2 separate regions of the Mus musculus genome follow, and region 1 is linked to region 2. A link is a contact called in public Hi-C data. All regions are on one chromosome and are shown on one strand. Each heading gives the region's core, a stretch centred on a gene start, on an enhancer-like site or on the middle of the called end of the contact. The rest is flanking DNA. Distances are from core to core; before and after follow the strand shown.

Region 1 (6,446 bases), core at 3,648-6,147, 160 kb before region 2:
TCAGCTACATCTTTCTGCTTGGCAGCTAGGTACCAAACCACTCTGTGAAAGGGAGACAGCTGGGCAAAGCCACTCTGGTTTCAAGATAATACCGGGGGAAAACAAGACACTAGAATCATCCCCAGATGGGTGAGCCTGGGGGAAAGATACATCCTTTTCTAGTTTCTGAAGGCCTGGCTGATAAATAGTCCGTGCACTCCTTTTCAGTGGGTTCAAGAAAGCAGACACGGGTCTTCGCATAAAGATTTGAGTTTGACGTTGGGAAGCACGCTCCAAACCTCGGAAGGTGCTCAGGAATTTGCTTCAAGAGGTGCTGAATACTCTTCAGTGGCAATCGAGGAGCTCCGCCTTGAGGGAGACTACACACAGTCTGGACAGCTCCCTGGCGGGCTCCTGTCTGGGGAATTTTCGAATTTGGAGGGAGCTGCCTAGGTTCTCTGAGAGGTCGTTACCTCTTCCGGTTCTCCAGTCTCTCTCTTTCTTGAATTGTCAAAAACAAGTGCTCACATACAGGTGCTAACAGAAGACCCCACCCACCCACCCCATCTCCAGAGGGGCCTTGTCTATCTTTCCAGTCCCGGGGCGGGGGGAGAGACTCCGGACCCTGAAAGGGGACCAGAATGGCGAGGCTGCTCATTGGTTGTGAGGCACCATGTGAACTGCACTGGTTGGCTGGGGGAAGGGAGGAGGAGGCGGTTTCCCGGGTAACGGGAGGGCAAGGAGCGGCTGTAGTGGCAGCGCTGGGGCTGAGGAGCGCCGGTCCGAGTACAGAGCGATACAGAGCAAGACTGGCTGGAGGCTGTGGCTTCGGAAGCCGGCGTGGGCACAGGTAGGACCCTGCGCTGCTTCCCTGGGGTCAAGCCTGGCCGGGCTGCCCGCTAGGACCGGCCTGGGGAAAGTTTACTGCCCAATTGGATTGGCAAAAAGAAGAGGACTTGAGGATGCTCTGGGTGGGCTTGGAGATCTAGGCAGGGTGGGGTTGCAAAGGGGTAGGGGCTAGGATAGGAGACCGCACCCTTACTCTAGGACCTTGAAGTAGGGGCTACGAGCCTGTAAGGGAACCGAACTGCATCACAGAGATCTCACAGGAGGACGCTCAGCCACCCGTACAAGCAGGCCAGCCAGTCTATCCACCCTTGTTTAGAGATGATCTGAGAAACTTCCCCCAGCAGATGCCGGGCTAGCTGCGCTGCACCGTCAGACCTTGGTTATGAGCTCCGCTGTATACTTTCTCAGGCCTCTCGCGAAATTGTGCACACCTCCATCTGGAGTGGGCGTGTGCCCCTCTCAGTGTAAGCGTCCAAAGCAGCTTCCCATCTCCCTGCGCGTGTTCTTGTGTTTTTGAGTGCTCTGCGTGTCTCTGTCCCTACTCTGTGATTGTCTCTGGGTGTGTGCAGGCGTCTGAGTCCCTTCTTATTTGTTATATTTGCGTGGGCGTCTGCAAACACTCTCTGAGGTGGTGTGGGACTGAGTATCACTGGTCCTGGCTTTTTCTGTTACAGTCTGTGTTTTCTCTCTGTTCTTTCTGTGTGCTCGTTTTGGAGTATGTTTGAGGGTGGTTTTATGTCGGTGCCTCTTTTTCTGGCCACATTTGTCATCGAATATAGGTCTGGCACTCATCTGTGCCTCTCTCTCTCTCTCTCTCTCTCTCTCTCTCTCTCTCTCTCTCTCTCTCTCTCTCTCTGGATGTGTGTGTCCCTGTGTGTGATCCGAGCAGCTGTGTGTGTGTGTGTGTGTGTGTGTGTGTGTGTGTGTGTGTGTGTGTGTATGCAATGCCTGTATATGTCTTGTGTCTCTCCTCTGCCTTCTAACTGGGTCTTCCCATGTCAGCAGGAGAATGGGGGTAGGTTGGTAGGAGCCCGAGCTGGGACACCAAGCCAGGCTAGGTACTGTGGTTCTCTCTCATACACTCTGCTCCTGGCAGCTGCCGGCTATAGGCAAAGGCTGCTAGGGAGCGAATGGGGTTGGGGGGAGGCGCCCGAGCACTGGAGCCCAGGCCCTGTGGGGGTACATCCGCCCAGCCAGCTCTTTTCTTGCAAGCAAAGGGACTTCAGTGGCAGCAGCAGAGGCAGCCTGCACCGCCCAGCTGGAGCCCTAGTGACTTATTTTTGTGTGCGATCCTTTTTTTTTCTTGAGGAAGAGGCACAAGCATGCTCTGCTTGCCGGCTTGCTCAGATAAAGGCCTGGGGGTTGGCGGCTGGGTCAATCATCTGGCAAAAGTGCTTGGCACACAGACTTCTTTGGAGCATCCTGCCTCGCACCCTAAGTCTCAAGCCCACCATAGCTCCTTGGTACTCTTTCACACACCTCGGCAACTTGTCTATCACTCAGTTGATAAAGGGCTAGGTCTGCACGCAGCACCCCTGGTTCTCTTGTTGGCACGAGGAAGCAAATGCTGAATTAGGGATTCCCTTATAAAATGGCATAGGTCAGGCATCCCTTTCACATCCCTCTGCCTTGGGTGCTGGCTGGAAATCAGAAGCCGGTGCTGCTGCAGGGACGCAGGAGATCAAATGGATAGTGCCCGGTTTTGAAAATGTAGGAGAAGTAAGCAAAATGTGGGAAATAAACTCAGGCTTTAGCATCTCGGCAGAAGTGAGTCCAGACTGGAAGCCTTAGACTGTTTAGCACTGGAATCCCATTGGCCATTCACTGGGACTGGGGCTTCCTACAGTAAAGGACCTCAGTAGTACTCTGAGGGAATCTCTTTCTTAGAAACTAGACCCTGCCTTGTACCTACCTGGTGGGTTGAACCTGAAAAATAGTCCTCTATACCCCTATTTCGATTGTTCAAAAGGAAGAAGTAGGGCTAGGTGTGTAATGGGAAACTGAAGCTCTACAGAGTCTATTTTGGGTCCAGTGTTTGAATTACCTGCAATATGACTAGGCTTGTCTTCTGGACTTCTGGATCATGGAGCTTGCCCACAAGGCTCCCTAGCTTACTTGTTGGTACCTCCTGGTCCAGGCTTCTCCTCCTGTGTGTCCTTCCCACCTTCTACCTCCACTACGCACCTTGCAGAGGCTGACTGGCTAATGCCTGGCTGACTCAGTGGCACAGAGGTACGAGTGCTGAACAGCTACATTTCAGGATCAATCCAACAGGCGCATTCACTTTCTAACGAGCCAATTAACGTTCTCTCAGTCCTGCCTCCTCCTTACCTCCACCCTCAAGCGCACTGAAACTTCTGGAGACTTCCCTGTCAGAGCCCGAATCGGACGTGGCACTGACAGCAGCATCTCCATGAGTGCTCTGCGCCCTGGCACAGGAAGGCAGTGGCCCCCAGAACTGGTGCAGACTGTCTTCTAGAGAAAACAAAAGGCTTGCAGGAGGTGTGGCACATCTTCCCACTCCCCGCTGGCAGGGAAGATACTTCTGTGGTGACAGCGTCTGTCCCCCATGTGCTTTCAGGGTGTATGCTTCTGTAGGTGTGATGGGATGTGACAGGGTCTCACCCGGGGGAGGGCTGGCTCAAGCCTGGTGGAGGGGCCAGAGCTGTTCTCAAACACAGAGGCCAGGGCTAGAGGAGATCCTTCTAGGCTCTGGGCTTTTTTTTTTTTCCTTCCCTTTCTTTCTTCTTTCTATTATTATTCATGAGCACAGCCAGGAGCTGTAAGTGTAGACTCGGAACTAGACAAATGGCATCGAGCTTTCCAGAGCAGTTTTGACATAGGTGAAAATTTTCAAGCCAGACTTAAGTTCAGATTCCAAGCACATGGCTTCTTAGCTGTCTTTTGTTTTAGGGAAGTTGCCTGGCTGCTCTTGTGCACTCTTTAGCATGAGGCAAGCTGACTGGCACATGACAAAGGGATTTGTTGAATACATGGATATGTGTGTCAGTAGATAGCATAGAAGAGGCATAGAAGGCATTCGACGACCTTAGCAGGTCACATACTAAACAAACATTTTTCTTTAGTTATTAGCATCACCTGCACTTTGTAGATGAGAGAGCTGGGGCTCAGAGATGTTAAGATACTTGATGAAAGTCACACAGTGAGGCAGTTGCAGAGACTCAAACTCTGCTACATCTGCCTGAATCTTCTATTTAGGTCTCAGCTGGACATCTGGATAAGGTACTACTTAGGGGGAAGTTTGTTAATTTCTTCAGATTGTGCTCTGGAACTAAGGCTCGGAGGCTTGCCTTTGCTAGAAATCTCTTGGAGGGGCAATGTTCAGGGTGCTAGTGGGCACAAGGGTGCCTAGCTATTTCCTGGGTCCACGAAGAACGTCTGAAATCTTGCTCTGGGGAAGTCTTTTCTGGACTTTCTGCTCATCAATTCTTAACCCACATCAGAAGGGGCAGTGTGACTGTCTGAACTCTGTGCTGGTCACACTTGTCAGGGGTGAACCTGAAAAGCCATACTTCCTTCCAAAGCATCTCTCCCACTCCAGGCTTTCTGTTCTTGTGACAGCTGTTAGTTAAAAACTCTTATCTCTGCCTTTCAACCTGATTTGCCACTGAGCTGCATGGAAGCGTAACAGAGTTTGATGACAAGGGGTGACTTCTGCCTCATTTCAAAACGGCTGCCGGTCAGGACGGCTACAAGGAAGGATCTGGGGGCTTCTGTCTTAGGCTCACTCTGGCTGGATCTGACCACAGCTCTTCCAGAGGCAGGCACTGACTGAATTGAAATTGTTTGGTAAGAAATGTTGGTGGGGAAACTTTTGAGTTAAAGCTCTCCAGCTCCACCCTGCCCACCCCACCTGCCTCTTCAGCCTTTGTCTCTGTGGTGCTGATGTTGCAAGGAGAGATATTTGAGACTGTTAACGGAAGCATCCTTATGATGCTTTTCAGACCTGACTCCACCTCTCAAACCACCCAGGGAAGGATGCACCCAGTGAGAATGTTCTGAGCACAGGTGCTCTTCTTCTCTCCCCCTTCGGTGGCTCTCAGAGCCTCTGTGACGTCAGGCAGGAGGTGACTAGTGTCTACTCTGCCTGCTGGTTCTAGCAGGGAATGCAGCTAGTTCCGAGGCAGTTGCTTTCCAGAGAGATGTCTGTCAGATTGATACTGCACTTTCCCCTCCTTGTGGCCAGGGAGTCTCACCTGCCACACACCATCTCCTACAGCCGAAGGGATGTGTGTGTGGGTGGGGGTGGGGGGTAGGGGGGATGTTGTTGCTTCTGGCCTCAGGAATCATTTCCTCTTTCTTGCCATCCCATTGCTGCTGTGACGGTGAACCCTACAAGGGTTTGAAAGATAACTCCTTTCCAGTACTGCCCAGCTTTTTCAAGAACAGGAGAAGTGGGGGGAGTCCATGAGCTCTGCCCCCCACCCCACCCCAGCCAGGTTGCTCACCCATGGATGTAATCAGTGTTGGGTTCAGAGAAAGACTGCTGGCTGTTGCTGGGTCCAGGCCTTGCTGTGTGGCTCCAGATGGCAAGCAAGACAGCTCAAACATCACACTTCACCACAGGCAAATCTGACCATTGAGCATTTTTTTTCCCCAGGTCTGGGTCTCTCTGCATGAAGGAAGATGACAGCCGGGAGGGGAGCTGCCACGGAGACAAGCACTCACAGGAGCTGTGAGGAGCGGCTGGCAGAGAGGCGTTTGTGGTGATTTATAGGAGCCAAGGGCTGTGGAGAGGGATGTGGATGCTATCAGCTCGGTGGATTAAATGCCCATTTACATTGTTATTGATATATAAATTATCCGTACCAAGCAGACAGTGAGGAAAAGGATTCCTTGGGCAGGAATGGGGCACACACCCCAGGATATGGACTCTTCTTTGCCCAAATATATCCATGGGGCTCGTGTAAAGTGAGTTGCTACCCTGAAGTTGAAACCCTGGGCCTCATCCTCAACATGTCAGCGACAGCCTCCTTCATCCCCAAGGCATCCGTGGCTAGCCAGGTTCCCAGTTGGCTTTCAAGACGATGGCAAGACCTCTGAAGAGATAGCACGATCTCCTTTCTGGTGGGACCTCCTCGGGTGGTGTGCACAGGTCGCCGTTGTGTGGGGCACTTGGTTCTGCTGTGGATTTAAACTATCACGGAGGAAGATTTTATGTCTGGGAAATGGAATCGATTTCTGAGTCAAGTCAACAGCAGAGGAGAAAGCCAGTCACTCACGGCCTGGAAGATCAAAAGAGGGTAAGTGGTGGAGCTTGGTGTAGTGTTTGCTGCCTGGAGCTGGAACTGTTTTATGGAGTAAGAGCTGGGTGGTCCAGAGAACGGTGTTCACGGACCGGACCTGTCTGTGTTTCTCTGCTGAGGAGGAGGTGTGGTGGCTCCTGACTTCTGTGTCCTAGTGCTATGCTTTCTGCTTTGGATTGTTGGCGGTTAACACTTGAGATAAATGAAAGGAAGGAATATGTTACTGCCAGGACCGAAGAAGGCAAAGGTTTATAAACAGTTTACAGAAGCAAACCAAAGTTCTGGTATCCTCAAAGCCAAACTGGGGTCCTTTGCACTTCAGTCGCTCTGGGCAGTGTGCACATTTAGTCT
Region 2 (7,383 bases), core at 202-2,701:
CACTTCTATCACTGTTCTTGCCACAGTTGCTATCAGAACATGGGCAGGGGGTCAATGGGCTTATTTGGAATTGCAATCAAGTTCTCTATTTATGTAAACCAAGCTCTGAGCTCCACAGGGGTAAGGACCATAGGAACCTTCTTAGAGTTTCTCCTACATGCCCCAGAGGTGGACATCTAAAGGTCATGCCCTCGCCATGCAAGTCCCCCCTGGCTGGGTTGTGGCCTCAGGTGGCAATCCCAGGCCAGGAGCCACCTGGGTGCATTCGCCTGGCTCCCCGGCTCCACACCCACCCTCCCTCTGGGACTCACCGCCCACCAGGTGTGCACGTTCACAGCTTCCTTCGTGTGTTGGCTACAGGAACTCAGAGGTTGCACACAGGGTTTAAGAATAGCAGCCTTAGCAGCTGTCTTGTCGAAACAGAATGAGAAACTGTGAAGAAGGAGTCTATGAAGCCAGCCACGTCCTGCTTCCTTTGTTTCTGCAGGAAGGCAGTGGTGGGAAAACACCCATCCTTTAGAGCAATGCCTCCCCCCCCCCCTGAAGTATACTGAACTTCTAGAATGGTTCTGGATTGTGGTCATTGCCTTTCTTAGCTTTTTTTCTCTCTCCCCTCCCTTCCTCCCCTCTCCCCCCTCCTCTCCCCTCTCATCCTCTCTTCTCCTCTCCTCTCCTCTGCTAAGGATGATGATCCAGGACTCTGTTGCCCCACAGTTCAGAAGCTGCTGAGTTTTTCGGGTCCCCCACCCTATGGAGGAAGGGGGCCAGTGAATTACTGATGAGGGGCCCTACTCCTATGGCTGAGTTAGAGCAGCCCAGATCTTGATGAAGGCAGCACAGGACACAGGGCAGAACCCTGTAAGGAGCAGGTGGCAAGAAGGGTTAGAGAAAAAGTGGGTGGCCATTTGCCCCACTACCACCACCCCAGGGGCTCCAAAGGGCAAGAGCCAGAGTGAAAGAAATCCAGGGATGTATAGAACCATCAGAGGGTGCAGGGTGTCTACTGGGAATTCACAGTTTCTAGTCACTGGGGGCTCAGGCCATCCCTTAGCCCCTCTTTGAACACAATCCCCAGAAAACTGGGGCAGTGCCATTCTGTCTGGGAGTGCAGAGGCACCAACACCTCCCTCAATGGGCCCCGAACTCCCTCCTCACCCTCAGCCTCTCCCAGAGCCACCCTGGCATAGCAGAGCTGCCTAGGCTGGATCCCATTTGGACCAGAGATCTGTTCATCACGGGCTGAGAGGAAACCGCTTTGTGCCATGAAGGATAAGAAGAACAGTATATTTTTCAGGCTCACAGATATCATTGGCATTTGGGAGAGGAAATGGGGGGAAAAAAGCCAGTTTCAGCGCTGCGTTTGAGAGCCGAGGCGCGTTCATTGGCCAGTGGCAGGCTGTGAGTGAGGCATTTTCTCTTGAAAAAAACGCTGTCTGTGAAGGACGGTTTCCCAGGCCACAGTTCTGCCCACCCAGGAATTTCCGAGTTCTTTAGAGTTAACACTGCAGCGTGAGTGTATGGGGGCAGGGCAACAGGGTAAAGGGAGCGTTGGTGCCGAGAGCATCCTGCCCGTGGCGGCGAAATGAACGTGGCCAGAGAGATTCTTTCTGTGTCCATCGTGCCCAGCAAAAAACCGAGAGCAGAGAGTGGGTAAAGGGAAGAAAAGAATAGGAGAGGAGGGGAGGGGAAACAAGAGAAGAGACACAGGCTTTGAGGTCGTACTGCCGGTGTATTCAGCATAGTAGTCACGTGCTCTTCCTGGACACATTTATGTGGGGACAGGACAAGCCTCTTGGTCTAAAAAAAAAAAAAAGAAGAAGAAGAAAGGCTGTCTCTGCTACTGCATGAATCACTGGAAGGGACCCAGGAAAGCCACCTGTCTCGTGAAGCTCCTGCCCAATGCAAGGCTCTCTTTTTGGGGGGCGGGGGCTGCGGGGGGCAGTGAATAAAGTGCATTTATTTTCTTCCATGCTTTGTTTTTCTGTTTGAAGAAAACCTCCCCCTCAGTGTCATCTGGATGGCGGAGGGGACAGCCCCTAGAAGGTATAGGAGGTGACGGTGTTGGTGCTGAGAGCCATAGAAAGGTTAGGTATCCAATGTGCCTGGCTCCTAGGTACCTCCCGTCCCCAGGGCAGAAGAGTGTAAGAGCTTCATCAGGGTGAAGCAGGAGACAGAGTTTTGCACCCGCAGCTCTCTGCCCTGGGTCAGCACCAGGAGAAAGCCTTCCTTCACAGCTTCCAGCTTGTCCATACTGATGTGTGTATGCCTATGCGCGTGCGTGCGTGCGCGTGCACGTGTACACACACACTCACACACACACACACTGGCTCCCCATAGCTCCCAAGGATGAGAGACGGAAGAAGATGCCATTCAGCAGACTGTAAAGTGTCCAGCAAAGCTGAAGTGGCCTCCTCCGTCTACAGCCTGACAGTTTTACTTGAAATGCCAGAGTACATTTCAGGTGCACTCGGGCACTGCAAATTGAGTCTAGCCTGCTGGTTTTGCCACGCCCTCCCGAAGGTACATACACCTCCAGCATGCTAAGGCAGGAGGTTGAAAGCCATGCCAACCTGACTGTGTGGTGCCAGCCAGCGGGAACTTACCAGAAAAGCAAAGCCCGGAGGGAATTCTGCGGAGTGGTGCTGCCCCCTTCTGGCTGCGCAGGCTGAGCCAGTCAGTGGGTGTACAGAGCCGACTCCAAGGCCCAACTGATAAAATCTCTACAGGAATCCAAAGGGAGTCAGGTTTTCCACTATTTTCCAGTAGTAAAAAAGGAGGATGGAACATTTCATGTTAAAAACCTCTGAGAGGTCTTTCTCGTTTTAAAACATTGTCCTCCAAGGTCAGAATAAGTGACAATAAGTAGCTGATCAGGAGCAGGGGAGGGGGACACTAGTAAGAGATTAGTGCCTTCTACAAACTGATCTTTAGTCTGCATTCAGGGTCCTTTCTGTAGAAAATATGTATCTATGTACCTTTTTTTTTTTTTTTGGTTTTTCCAGACAGGGTTTCTCTGTATAGTCTTGGCTGTCCTGGAACTCACTTTGTAGACCAGGCTGGCCTTGAACTCAGAAAAATCCGCCTGTCTCTGCCTCCCAAGTGCTGGGATTAAAGGCGTGCACCACCACCGCCCGGCACCACCACTGCCAGGCGTATCTATGTATCTTAAATTCTAATTTGAAACAGTTTTTCCAGAGCATTACAACTGAATTCTGTTTTCCTGTTGAGTTTATTTTATTGTTATTTGTTTCATTGTGTCTATACTTTGCACCTGTCGCTTGTTGGGTATGGATATTTTCACATACATATGTAATATGCATTGAGTATATTCCTCCCCACCCCCACCTGCACCCTTCTTCCCCTTTCAGTTAGGTCCCCTGCTCCCTAGACAGTTTCACTTTTACATTTATTACATACATGCATGGCTTTACATATCTATATTAAATCTAGGAATCGTGTAAGAGAGAAAACATTGTCTTTCTGAGACTGGCTTAATCCATTTATTATAATGAAGTCTGGTTGAATTCATTGTCCTATAAATGATAAAACTTCATCCATCTCTATGGCTGATATAACTTCTGATGCGTATATAAACCAACTTTCCTTATCTCTTCCCCTGAGGTTAGACACCTACATTGGTTCTATAACTTCATGACTGTGCATGAAGCTCTAGTAAACGAGACGCAAGTGTCTCTGCGAAGTGCCTGTTCTGATCTTTTGGATACATACCCGGGTTTTGTATGGCTGTCTCATGTGGTAGATGTGTTTTTAATTTTTTGAAGATTTTTATCACTTTTTAAAGTTATGTGTCTGTGTGAGGTGTTCGTGTATGCAGGCAGGCACCTGAAGAGTCCAGAAGGGGGCATCAGATCCCCTGGAGCTGGAGTTCCAGGCAGTGGTGAGCTGGTGAATATGGATGTCTGGAACAGACACAATGAATACGCACCTTTTACCCTGCACCATCTTCCTAGCCCCTAGTTTGGGTGTGGAAGGAATTTGCACACTGATCTCCACAGAGGCGGGCATGGTTTCCATTCCCACCAGTGGTCTAAGAGCCCCTTCACCCCTTCTGCACCAGCATCTGTTGTCACTAGTGTTTGCTTTTTTAATGACTGTCACTCTGATGGGTTCTCACTGTAACTTTAATTTCCCTTCCTCTGATGGAGAGTGAGGCTGACCATCCTTTCATGTGTCTAATAGAAATTTGCGCCTCATCTTTTGAGGACTCTGCTTGCTTCACTGGCTCCTTTATTGTAGGCTTTTTTGATCCTTGTTTAGCTTCTTGAAGTTTATTTGGGTTTTGGTTTGGGGGTTTTTCTTCTTCATATTCCAGCTAATTCTCCTCTGTTGGATGTGTAGCTTGCAAAGGTTCTGTGAGCTGTTTCTTTAGATGATTATGTTAGCCATTTCCTGGGCCTCTGCCTTCTAGCTTCAGTTATTGGCATTATGTCCCAAGCAACTGGAGTCCTGTTTGGAAAACCCTAGCCAGTTCATGTATCTTGAGGTATTTTCCCTACTGTGCCCTTCTCTGGAATTTGAAGGAAGAAAGATACATGACTGTTTGGGGTTAAATTTCCCTGAGAAATGACTTCTGTTGTAGAAAATAGCACAGGAAATTGGTACCACCTATAAGGGATAGCCAGTGACACAGAGAGGCAGGGCTGTGTATATTTGTAATTGGTCCCTGGGCAGCTCAGAGCTGGATAAAGATGTTCAGTGTCCTCTGCTCAACAGGGAGAACAGGCTGGAATACCCCACATCAATCAGCCAGGCCATTACATGAGCTGGGAAACTCCCTTCAGGCAGGCTAGAGGAGAGACTAGCCTGGGAGAACACCAGTGCTGGGGAGGATGCCCTTGTCCTTTAAGGGGTCTGGGTAGCATACCACACAGCATGTGCTGTTGTGACTTTGTAGGCTTATGGATGGACCCATAGTCATGTCTACAGCCTGTAGGAGTTTTACACATAAGTCCTCTTGAAGGCAATGATCTAACTTCATTGGGTACTGTAGAGCTCAAGATGGCTTTCAGACTGATATTTCTACATTCCAGAGTTGAGGTCCAGCAATACTTGGTAGAAGTGTTGTTTCTTCTTTCTAACACGTTCGTAGGATGTGGTGTGGTATTTCAAAAGAGATGCCACCATCAAGGAATACATTCCTCTGCTGTTCCCTTCTTTTCCTGGATGGTCTTCCTCTGGCTTGCCCTTCCTGCTCAGACCTAAGAAGCAGAGACAAAATGAGTTTATCCCAAACGTAGCACCGTGACACCCTGCTCTCCCACTGCCTTCCTCCTCTGCATCTTTCCTCTTTCCCTCTTTCAAATAGTCCTCTCTCATCTGCTCTCCCAAGTTTCCATGTGTCTAGCTTCCGGTGGGACAAAAGAGGCATGGGACGGAGTCTAGGCAGTGTATATCCTGGGAACATTGCTACGGAGCTGTAGAAAACCATCTGAAACAAGGGAGACCCCTCGGTGAAGATGCTAATGCCAACATCACATCTAAAACCAAGAGATTCTGACCAGTCTCAGTGGGAAACCAGAGGAGGTGTGGAGGATTGTGGTACGTGGACCAAATGGATGGTGTGCAGCGATTAACAGTGAGGTGTGAAAGAAAAAGCATGCAGACATACTTATGGTGGACAGACAATGCATTCTACAAAATTATATCATACAACATATTTGCAACAACATGGAGAATAAGAAGTGAACTGAGCAGTTAGCAGCAAAATTGACCGCGTATGAGCTCTAAAATTGACCTCTAGATTACTAGAGCTGCAACAGTGGTCCTTAGGAAGATCTACAGTGTATGGGCTCTTCTGGAGCCATAACAGTGGTCCTTAACAATGTCCTGTGTCACCAACCTCTGTTAGTTTTTTTATTGTGTTTGAGGTGGTTTCATTTTTTAAAAAGATTTATTTTATTTATGTGTGCATGCATACATGTGTAAATACATGTATGTGTATGTATCTGTACATGCATGTATGTGTGCATTTGTGTGTGTGTGTGTGTGTGTGTGTGTGTGTGTGTGTGTATTTGTGTGCTCATAAAAGTTCCCACAGAGGCCAGAAGACGGTATCAGATCCCCAGTGGTGTAAGCCACTGCACATGAGTGATGGGAACCAAACTCAGATTCTTCTACAAGAGCAGGAAATACTGTTAACCACTAAGCCATCACTCCAGCCCCCTCCGTTAGATATGCAGTGACTTAGCTAGCCCAGGCTGCTCTCAGACTTGCAATGTGGATAAGGGTCAACTTGATCTACTGACCTTCACACCTCCACCTCCTTCAGGAATCATGGGCAAGGGACCCAAGTCTCCCTTCATGTAACTCATTTTTAAGGCATGAAATAAATAACAGGAGGATTTTTTTCCCAAAGAAAACAATGATAATGAAAAGCAAGTACCAAGATAATAAAAACCAATGGGTGGATGTGTGCTGCTTCTTCATGCCTCGAGTAAAACAGAGGAAGCTGGGTATCTCGTCTACATGCTTGATGCTGTTAGTCTCCTTGATGTATTCTCAGCATGACTGCCTCCTGCTGGACAAGATGTGGCCTATGCACACCCCAGGAGATTGACAGTGTTCTGGACTTGGGGTGAGAGCTGGGCTTTCTGGTTGCCACGGATCTGCTGACGGCTTTGGTGGGGACATTTTGCTTCTGCAGGTACTCTGACAGCTCTGGGAATCAGGAGGTGGGAGGTTTTCCTCCAGCACTAGTCAGACCATCGAGATCAGAGCCAAGACTGCAGCTCCCGTTGGAGCTGAAAGAGTTCCTGAAGGGAAGATGACAGGTTTGCAGATGAGGTGTCTACCAGCCCCAAATGAGCTAATGCCAGAGAGTGATGGCACTCCCTGTCCACATGGGGGCAGCACTGAATCAGTGTGACTGAGGACCTGGGCCTGAAGGACCTTGGGAGGGACTCTGAGAGTGGCTAGTTCTTGGCAAAGGGGCCTTATAACAAGCTTGTAGGTATGCACTCTGGAGTTAGCCTACTGTTTAAAGCCACACTTCAGGGACTGGAGAGATAGCTCAGCTGTTAAGGACAATGCCTGCTTTTCCAGAGGTCCCGAGTGCAATTCCCAGCAACCACATGATCAGAACCATCTGTAATGGCATCTGATGCCTTCTTCTGGCATGCAGGTGTACATGCAGATAGAGCACTCGTGTACATTAAATAAATAGATAGATAGATAGATAGATAGATAGATAGATAGATAGATAGATAGACCACACTTTATTTACTATGTAACCTAAGCCTTCCAGGCCTAGGATTGATACAAAGAGCAAATTAACTAACACATAGCATATTCCATGTCATTTCCTGCACACACACACATTTGTCCCTTCAGCTCATGATTTGGACAGGGACCAGGCCTGTGGTG

The links. Hi-C and Micro-C count contacts between places; a contact is called where the count stands out from the background.
Region 1: a Hi-C map of cerebellum shows a contact between it and region 2, with 2.0 times the contacts expected there. The contact joins two enhancer-like sites. A contact is called at or near these places in 2 of 39 promoter capture datasets (embryonic stem cells and liver), 1 of 15 datasets of contacts at CTCF or cohesin (large pre-B cells), 14 of 484 Hi-C or Micro-C datasets (the 63-12 cell line, bone marrow-derived macrophages, cerebellar granule neurons and 8 more), 14 of 115 datasets of contacts at active chromatin or transcription factors (SST interneurons, bone marrow-derived dendritic cells, embryonic basal ganglia and 9 more) and 4 of 9 other capture datasets (adipose tissue, liver, macrophages and 1 more).

What each region holds. Positions count from the first base shown.
Region 1 is chr7:48,958,349-48,964,794 of GRCm38.p6, forward strand. It overlaps a transcript of Nav2 not described here. Among named protein-coding and RNA genes, the nearest start is that of Gm32849, 80 kb to the right of the region's middle. Within about 2 kb of position 4,898, at least 9 of the 459 cell types and tissues checked have an H3K27ac peak or open chromatin away from gene starts, as enhancers often do. A contact at or near this core is called in cerebellum and microglia, where this site is marked.
Region 2 is chr7:49,118,845-49,126,227 of GRCm38.p6, forward strand. It overlaps 9130015G15Rik (RIKEN cDNA 9130015G15 gene), which reads right to left. Exons shown (of 4, transcript NR_154465.1): 4 at 3,093-5,219. It also overlaps a transcript of Nav2 not described here. Among named protein-coding and RNA genes, the nearest start is that of 9130015G15Rik, 40 kb to the right of the region's middle. Within about 2 kb of position 1,452, at least 48 of the 459 cell types and tissues checked have an H3K27ac peak or open chromatin away from gene starts, as enhancers often do. A contact at or near this core is called in cerebellum and microglia, where this site is marked.